Linked DNA regions of Mus musculus: region 2 is linked to region 1. The links are chromatin contacts, called in public capture Hi-C maps. All regions are on one chromosome and are shown on one strand. Each heading gives the region's core, a stretch centred on a gene start, on an enhancer-like site or on the middle of the called end of the contact. The rest is flanking DNA. Distances are from core to core; before and after follow the strand shown. Region 1 overlaps Ttc3 (tetratricopeptide repeat domain 3). Region 2 overlaps Dyrk1a (dual-specificity tyrosine-(Y)-phosphorylation regulated kinase 1a).

Evidence for each region. Capture Hi-C pulls out chosen DNA fragments and counts their contacts.
Region 2: a capture Hi-C map of embryonic stem cells shows a contact between it and region 1, with 3 times the contacts expected there. The contact joins two enhancer-like sites. A contact is called at or near these places in 7 of 39 promoter capture datasets (the C10 cell line, cranial neural crest, embryonic stem cells and 3 more), 2 of 15 datasets of contacts at CTCF or cohesin (the NIH/3T3 cell line and large pre-B cells), 7 of 484 Hi-C or Micro-C datasets (the G1E-ER4 cell line, the HPC-7 cell line, bone marrow-derived dendritic cells and 4 more), 2 of 115 datasets of contacts at active chromatin or transcription factors (the HPC-7 cell line and bone marrow-derived macrophages) and 4 of 9 other capture datasets (adipose tissue, embryonic stem cells, liver and 1 more).

The regions. Positions count from the first base shown.
Region 1 is chr16:94,433,741-94,438,324 of GRCm38.p6, forward strand. Ttc3 (tetratricopeptide repeat domain 3) reads left to right here. Exons shown (of 46, transcript NM_009441.2): 30 at 576-632; 31 at 1,736-1,806. Among named protein-coding and RNA genes, the nearest start is that of Gm23692, 7.0 kb to the left of the region's middle. Within about 2 kb of position 1,936, at least 55 of the 459 cell types and tissues checked have an H3K27ac peak or open chromatin away from gene starts, as enhancers often do.
Region 2 is chr16:94,615,574-94,619,825 of GRCm38.p6, forward strand. The region is part of intron 2 of Dyrk1a (dual-specificity tyrosine-(Y)-phosphorylation regulated kinase 1a); the gene reads left to right. Among named protein-coding and RNA genes, the nearest start is that of Dyrk1a, 47 kb to the left of the region's middle. Within about 2 kb of position 2,863, at least 35 of the 459 cell types and tissues checked have an H3K27ac peak or open chromatin away from gene starts, as enhancers often do.

The DNA.
Region 1 (4,584 bases), core at 686-3,185:
TGAGCAAACCTTGTGAGAAGGTGAATCTCTTCATTTGCTGGTTTTTTTGTGTGATTTTTTTTTCTTTTGTGGGTGGTGAGGTGGGTATGGGGTTCTAGACAGGGTTTCTCTGTGTAGACCAGGCTGGCCTCGAACTCAGAAATCTTCCTGCCTCTGCCTCCCGAGTGCTGGGATTAAAGGCGAGCACCACCACCGCCCGGCTCATTTGTTGTTTTTGTCCAGTGTCTGACCACAAACAGGATGTCTGGTTTACTTATTAGTGAAAGGAGTGTCTGTAAAATACTGTTGTCGTGCACATCAGAATTACCTAAAAGTCGGATTCTTTATCTGAAATAACATAAGCCCTGTAGAAGTCGAGGTTAAAATGTTGGAGCCATTTTACTTGTAACATGAGGTGTCATTAAGCTCTTAGTGGTACTTGTAGGAGTGTGCTCACTGTGTGACTGACTGCTTTTGCTAAACACTATATACTTAATATATGACTAGTCAAGGAGAATGGAAGTGGCCGCTTTTGTTGCAATTTATGATTCTACTATATGAGGATTCACTGATTTTTTTTTTCTTCATCTTTTTAGTTTGGTTGTATCAAGGTAAAAAACAAAGGCAAGAAAAAGAAGCCAAAAGATTCAAAGGTAAGGGTACCTTCTGCAGTGACTCTTGAGTCTCTGTCTTGAGTGTTAGTGAGAAAGAAACTGCTCTGGGAACTTTTGAAGCATCTTGTAAAATGACTTTAAAGATACTGAGTTTCTCCTTTAAGTCTTCATTGCTCTTTATTTTCTAGATTCTTGTGTAGGAACACATGCGAGGCCACATGAGGGGACAGTAGAACAGTAGGCAGGAAGGCTGTGGGTCAGATGGTCGGTCTCTGTCCTGGCTCTTGAGCACCTGTAATAAACAGCCAGGTGTGGCCAGTTCCCTGAAACTTAATCGTCGGCAGTTCCCAGTGCACACACATGTGCCAGGGCACCCACAAAAACCATACAATGTGCACTTTATGGAACTCATGCACATATGGAAAAGAAAGTTAATGACCTGTATATAGCTAGGACACACTTAGTAATTGTATCTCTTAACTGAGTTTTATGAGCAAATATGAAGGTATTTGTTTTTACAGTGTTCAGAACTTCTTTGATTAGTTATTTCTGTTCAGATGTTTATCTAAAATAGTCAAAAGTGATGAATTCCAGCCATCCTAATGACCTCAGGATTGCCAGGGGCTTATCCTTCTTTTCACTGTCACTCCAAGCACGGGTGACAGAAGAGCATTATTTTTAATGGGGAGGGGAGATCTTCATGGCTCTAGCTAGGAGGGAGGATTATGTGGGAGACGGGTAAGAAAGAGTGAGCAAGGGGTACAAGCAAGTGGAAGTTTCCACACAGCTTACTGTTGTGTCTTTGAAAATGAGAGTTTTATTTACATTAAGTTACAGACACATTTACACTTTTGAAATAATTGGAAACTACCAAAGTTTTAATTTCAATCTATTTCTGGCTGTTAAAATTTTTTAATACTGTATTCTTTTTATAAGAAACGGAGTATGCTTTTCAGTGTTGACATTTGGCATTTTTGTGTTTATATAAATTCTCATTAAATCCAGTGGTGGGTTTTTTTCTTCCATGGCATTTTAGAGTAGAATACTGTTATTTTTAAGGTAGACTATTTTTGTCATTTATGCTAGAATTTCATCATTTTTAGGGTAAAATGTCATTCCTATTTTGTTTTCTTTTAACCCAGCCAATGTTAGTGGGATCTGGAGCTGCATCAGTAGCACCGAGCAGTGAGGCTGTCACTCCAGAAGACCATAGGTGAGTATAGCTCATCACTGCCTCGGTGTAATGCAAGCGTTTGCACTAAAACTCAGCCAGTTTACATAGTCTTGTTTACTCCCTTCTCTTCCCTTCCTGGACCAATTACGATAGTCTAACATGAGTCAGTGCTATGACTGTAGGAATTAAAAGCTTAAGAATTCAGTTCAGCCATGTTAAAGTCACAGGAATAGGGGAAGGAGAGACTAGAGTAAAATCATAAGACAGACAAAGTAAAATATGCGACATGGAGGTGTGACAGTGTCACACTGACCCATTTTATATAATTAGTGGGGCTCAGTTTATAAAGTGCTTCCTGCGTGAAGAAGCATGAAGACATTCTTTTAAGTGGTGGGGAATTCTTCTAATCTGAACTAATAAGATCCTGTTTTGGTCTAGTTGGGCTATCCAAGGCAAGATGCTGAAATGAAGCACTTAAAAACTGTGGAAATCTGAGCTGGAGGGATGACTCAGAGGTTAAGAATGCTTGTTTTTGCAGAGGACTTGGATTTGATTCCCAGAAACCAACCATATGGTGGCTCACAGCCATCCATACTCCAGTTGTTACAGATCTGAAGCCCTCTTCTCATTTCTGAGAGCGCTAGGCACACACATGGTGCCATACGTATGCCAGCAAAACATTGATGAACATAAATAAAACTTTAAAAATTAGTTAATTGGAAAACAAGAAACTAGAAATTTATCAAAAACACTATACCCCAAATTAAAATAGCTGGAAAGTAGTGGAGTATTCCTTACAGTTCTGGAGCCTGAGGTCTTGTGTCAGAGAGGCCACATGCTTCCTGGTACATTCATGGATAACACCATCTTACTGTGTTCTCACATGTTGGAAGAGTGAAGTAGCCCCATACATACTTCTCTAAAATTAACACAAGCATAGATTCTATTCTCAAGTGTATATCCTCATGTCCTGACTACCTCCAAGGACCCTCTTTCTAAATCCGTCAGATTGGTGATTAAGTTTCAACATAAGAATTTAGTGCTGGCAGCTGTCACACAAAAACATTTAGATGATAACATAGCCCATACTGAAAGTGATGTGTGTCAGTTTCTATTCTCAGACCTAGACATAGAACTCCTTTATTCATCTGTTCATCTCCAGAGGACAGGTGATGTTTCTGTGTCCGTATGTCCAGATAAGGACACTGAGACACAGTGTGGTGGAGTGACCTGCCTATGATCAAAGCTGGCAAAGAACAGGCCCAGCATTTGAACCATACATTCTTGTTTTGAAGCCCACACTCAAACTGTTTTGTCCTTTTAGAGTGTTAAAATCTAAATCAGAATCTAAATAGACTAGTTCCTGCAAGGAGAAAAGAAAACATACTGAAGGAAGAAGAAAGCACATTCTGGCAAGAATGGAAACAATATAGAAACAGAATGTCAGAACCAGACCAGGCAGATCGCCAAGATCATGCTGGAGATGTGTCCACATCTTCAAGTAGTGCTGCTGTACTCTTCTTTCCTGAACCAAACTTTGCACAGCTTTATTAAAGATGCTTTCATCGACAGTCATTGTGTTCCAGGAAGGACATTACATAACTTTCAAACTCCCTTCTGGAATGGCTTGCCAAAATCCAAAAGCCATTGTAGTGTTACATGAATAAGCTAGACATGGTAGTATTAGCTCTCAGGAGGCTGAGGAAGAAGATGAAGCTAGATTACGCAACATAATGAAGTAAGTTCTAAGCCCATCCTGAGCTACACAGTTAGACGCGCACATACAAAACAGTGCTCATTAGGTGCTCTGAATGAGAAAAACTGGTAGGATTTCTCATGACTCAGGCCTGAAGATGAATGAAAACGGAATTCTAAATCTGAAAATCTAGTCTTAAAGTGAACCACTGCTGTTTTGCTGATGATCGTCTTTTGTTTGTTTGTTTGTTTGTTCTATATTTGACACAGTTTCTCTGTGTAGTGTTGGTTGTCCTGGAACTCCATGTACAACAGACTGGAGGATGTCCATCTTCATGTCTCTGCAAACAACACATTGCCTGACATTCAGGCAAAGTAGTTTTGTGGGGCTAGGTCCCAACAGACTCAGGCTTGAAGGGAGTTTGAGTTCATGCAGATGGTGGAAAGGGGAAAGGCCAAGGAAGCTGCACTAAGGTGGCTACACTTGTCAGTATCCTGTTCTCTCAGAACTGTCACGGAAAGGTGGATTTCCTCCACACCCATCCAGTGTTGGAGACATCTTGTTAGTGACATGTGTTCTTTGCCCATCAAACAGTAGAATTATTGTATTACTAGTATGGCTTTAAGACCTGTTAAAGCTGGCCAGAAGTGGTGGCACGTACCTTCAGTCCCAGTTCTTGGGAGGCAAAGATAGTTTAGAGTTAAAGGATGGTCTGGTCCACAAAGTAAGTTCCAAGACAGCCAGAGCTATGCAGAGAAACCAACTTGAATAACAATAATATATCTATGTAACACATATTTAAAACCCTTGTTAAAGTCAAGTGTTAGCTTATTCCTAAACAGTTTAGGAGGCTGAGGCAGGGTTGCCGAAAATGTGAGGTCAGTCTGGGCTACAGAATAAGATCCTGTCCCAAGAGCAAGAAGATTTTGATGAAAAATGCTTTAGTCTGTAATGACATATACTGTAAGCAAAGCTGTCCACACGTCTTGGCCTCCAGCACCATGGATGCTCTGCAAGGCCTTTTCTGCATTTGTGTTGATTGCTGGTTCCTTTTCCATCAGGGCCTCTCTTCTTCAAAGGGGCCTTTATAGGCTCAGGTTCTAGGCCCTGGAGGACCTGGT
Region 2 (4,252 bases), core at 1,613-4,112, 180 kb after region 1:
GTCACTTTGTGAGGTACAACCAATTTAAGCTTATCCCTGACTAGCTTATAAATAAATGAGACTCAGACTATAGCTATTTTATTTGGCTTTTGACAATTACTAGGGGGGTAACCTCTAATGTTCTCTTCTAACTGCTGGCCTGGCTACCTCCCCAGCAGTGAATCCCAGACACTTGTTGTTTCTCCTGGCCCTGTGCTCATGGTTCCTCTCCCCTCATGGCGGCTTCCTCCTTCTACCCTGTCCTTTTCCCTCCTCCTCCTTCCTCTCTCTCCCCCCCGCCAGGTCACTCCAAACTCACCTACCTCTAGTAACCCCAGTAATTGGCTATGGCCAATTTTATTTAACTAATAGTTTTAAATCAAAACAAAAAATTGTAAGCATGAGAACTCCCTCGCAAGCCTAGATCTTTGGGTATAGAATTTAGCATTACAATACATAGCAGACAAACCAAATCTCACCAACTTTGTCACGTGGGTAGGTCTAGATTACTTGGAAATAACTTAAATGGTCTTAGGGATGGATTAGTTGTGGCATGTGCTTCTTTGAACCTTTTTTATTTATCATGTGCATTTCCTAGTTTAAGTTCGATATTGCTTATTCACAGTTTCCCCCTACCCCACCTTTTTGGGTCAGGGTTGTTTTGTTATATAGCCCTAGCCATCTGGAACGTCATTTGTAGACCAGGATTGGTCTAGTACTCACAGACATCCCCTTCCCACCCCTCCCCTGCCTCTGCCTTTGGAGTTCCGGAATTACATATTTGTCACCATGCTTAGCTGTTCTTTAGATTTATTTCATATGTATGAGTGTTCTGCCTGCATGTGTGCCTCTGTACCATCTGTATGCCTGGTCAGTTCAGAGGACAGAAGAGGACATTGGATCCCCTGGGACTGGAGTTACAGGTGGTTGTGAACCACTATTTGGGTGCTGGGAATCAAATCTGGGCCCTGTGCAAGAAAAACAAGTGTTCTTAACCACTGAGCTAACTCTGCAGCCTCCAGCTGTTTTTTAAATTAATATTCTCAGTTTTACAAATGACTAACAGGTATTGAAGAGCATGTAGCTCAGGTCATGTGATTTGGAACACTCTAAAGCTCTCACTAATGTAAGTCACATAAGCTCTCACTTTCCAGCATTAGGCTTTCCTGGGGTCTCTGGTGGCAGTGTTGTTGCAGGGAGTGCTGTATCGGGTTGGCAGGGAGAGCACTGTCTGGAGCATGAGGTGCAGCGTCTGCTCAGCTGTTTCAGATACACAGAAGGTGAAAAGTCATGGCGGCTCCTTTTCCTGCGTTACAGGCCAGGGCTGTGCTTAGAACCCTTTGCTCCACGTGTGTCTGCAGGGTCTCCAGGAGAGCTGCCATCTTACCAGAGTTCATGCACAAGCCGCTCTCATGGTCTGCTGCATGCACTCTTCAGGGTCTGGTCCTCATTATTTGCCATTTCTTTTCAGGTCTTGTTTTGTGATTTTAGCTTTTATTTTCTAAGCAGAAGCAATGCTGATTGTGTCATGTGCATACACAGTATAAAGTTTTTTATGAAATATAGTATAAAATAAAAATATGAGGGCTGGAGATATGGATCAGTGGTTAAGAGCTCTGACTGCTCTTCCAAAGGTCCTGAGTTCAAATCCCAGCAACCACATGGTGGCTCACAACCATCTGTAATGAGATCTGACGCCCTCTTCTGGTGTGTCTGAAGACAGCTACAGTGTACTTACATATAATAAATAAATCTTTAAAAATATCTGAACACAGACACGTAGTAAGACCTCTACTAAATTTAGAAAAAAGCAGATGTTTACTTTCATTACATGTTTAAAATGACGTTATCTATGTGTGGGTATGCTCTTCTGCCACAGTGTGCCCGTGGACGTCAGAAGATCACGTGCCTTAGCCAGTTCTTCACTACAGTGTGGGTTTTGGGGAAATTCCATTTTACTGGTCCTTATAGCGTTTTATTTTTATTTTAAGGCCAATTTGTAAATGTCTGTCTAGTTAGGTGTCTTCTTTTTTTTGTGATAAAATATGATGACCAAAAGGAGCTTGGGGAGGAATGAGCTTATTTTAGCTTACAGTTTCACATCGTAGTCTATCAATGAAGGAAGTCAGGAACCACCTGAAGCAGAAGCAGTGGTGAAATGTGCTTGCTGCTGTACTTGTTTAGTTTGCTTTCTTAAGCCATCCAGGATGACCTCCCTAGGGGTGGCCCCACCCACAGTGGGCTAGGTCCCCCTCCTTCAGTCAGTAATCAAGACAGTACTCCACAGATTGGTCTTTTAGACCAGTCTTACAGAGGCATTTTCTATATTAGCATCCCCTCTTCTCAGATATGTCTGGTTGTATCAAGTTGACAAATACCGACCAGCCCATTGTACACCTAAGAGAGTGAGGGCCTGGCGAAGTGAGTCCGCTCTTTGAGAAGGCACTGGTGTGATTCCCACCCAGAGCTCCAGTTCTAGTGGATCTGGCACTTCATCTGGCCTTGGTAGGCACCAGACACACATGAATATGCACATACACATACAAAATACTGTGAGGGTTCTACAGAGTTACAGCTTAACATAGGTACTTCCTTTTTCCTCTAAAAGTGGGCAGAAAACACCTAGATGGGTAAAACCTCCAATGCCATAAACGCATCTACGATACTTGGTGGAAAACAGTAGAGAGAAGTGGGTAGGAGCAATGTAGTAACTATCACAGTGGTGTGGTATCAGGGTTTGTGCAGAAGAAAGGAAGCACAGTGGGCTTAATAAGAATCCCAAGAGTTCCAAGTTTACCAGCAAAGACTCCCACAGAAGCATATCATGCGAGTCTGAGAATATCAGAGAAGCCAACAAAGTGTGTATGCGTTTCCTGATTCCCAAAACCAGTTAAAGCTGCCTTTCTGGCCAAAGCAGAGACTATTGTAAATAGACTCCAATTGAGCAGTTGTGGAATCATCTTGGACAAAAGAAAGGAAAATTGGGGAAGATGAAAATACAGGAGATCTTATTTATTTTAATCTATATTTTGACCTCCTTCCTGAGAACAGGAGAGAGAGAGAATGCTTCCTGAGGACAGAATCCCAGCCTCCCGGGAGTGTTTTACGTCTGCTGTGTGGAGGTCAGAGGACAGCGGTCAGGAGTAGGTTCTCTACTGCCACCTTGTGGGATGCAGGGATCAAACTCAGATGGTTTGCACTCACTGAGCCATCTCGCTGTTCCCTCATAGCAGTACATTTTATATAACGCTGTATAGATTTACCGTTTTCGCAAAGATTATCAGACAAGTATGCAGATTCCTCACTGGTGTAGAGGTCAGCGTCGGCACTGCCACCTTTGTTGCTGCTGCTTTTGTTGTTGTTGTTGTTGTTATTGTTATTTTGACGTAGGTTTTTGATTGCATCCAAGCTCAGGATGGCTTGGAACCCCAAATCTTCAGCCTTGGTATGTGAAGTGCTGGATTTATCGATGCTAGCTGTCATGCTGACTGCAGAGATGCTTAGTGCTTAAGAGCACATAATGAATTGGCTGCAGCCCACAACACCCACACGACAGCTCACAATCACTTTAACTGTAATTCCAGAACCTACATGGACATCAGGCACATACATGGTATACATACATACATACATACATGCAGACAAAACACTCATATATATAAAATAAAATAAAAATAATCTTTAAAACCGTTTAAAAAGGAAAAACTGAATAACAGAGCATTACGTAGATAGTTAAAAAAAACACAGCAGAAAAAAATGCCTGCTGACCTGATGTCTTAGAGAAAGCCCAGAGAATCTGTAGGATTGATGGAGGAAAGAAAAGAGGGAAAACCCCCACCTAGGTGCTGGAGGTTTAGGTGAGTTGACAGAGTGACTGCTCATTGTGAGTGAGGCTGCGCTGCGCTGTGCCCAGCAGGCCAGCCGAGCTGTGCTGGAGCACTTGGAGGAGCAGGCAAGAAGAGCAGAGGGCCAGAAGCCTGTCATCCTCAGCCAACCTGGGATGCACGGTACCCTGTGTCAGGGAAACAGATGAAAAAGTCCCTGCCTCGAATAAATAAATGGTGCAAAAAAGAGGTTTGAACTTTAGAATGAAAATTTCTTTAGATAAGCAGGTAGTTAATTGCATGCAGAAAAATGTTACAACTCAACAAAACTAAATTTCAAAGTATATACCCTAAACATTCCAGAGAAAGTAATAGTTACTGAAGAAAGGCAGAGAAGTTTCATCATACAGCAACAAGAATAATGCAAGGATATTTCCTGAAGTGGAACA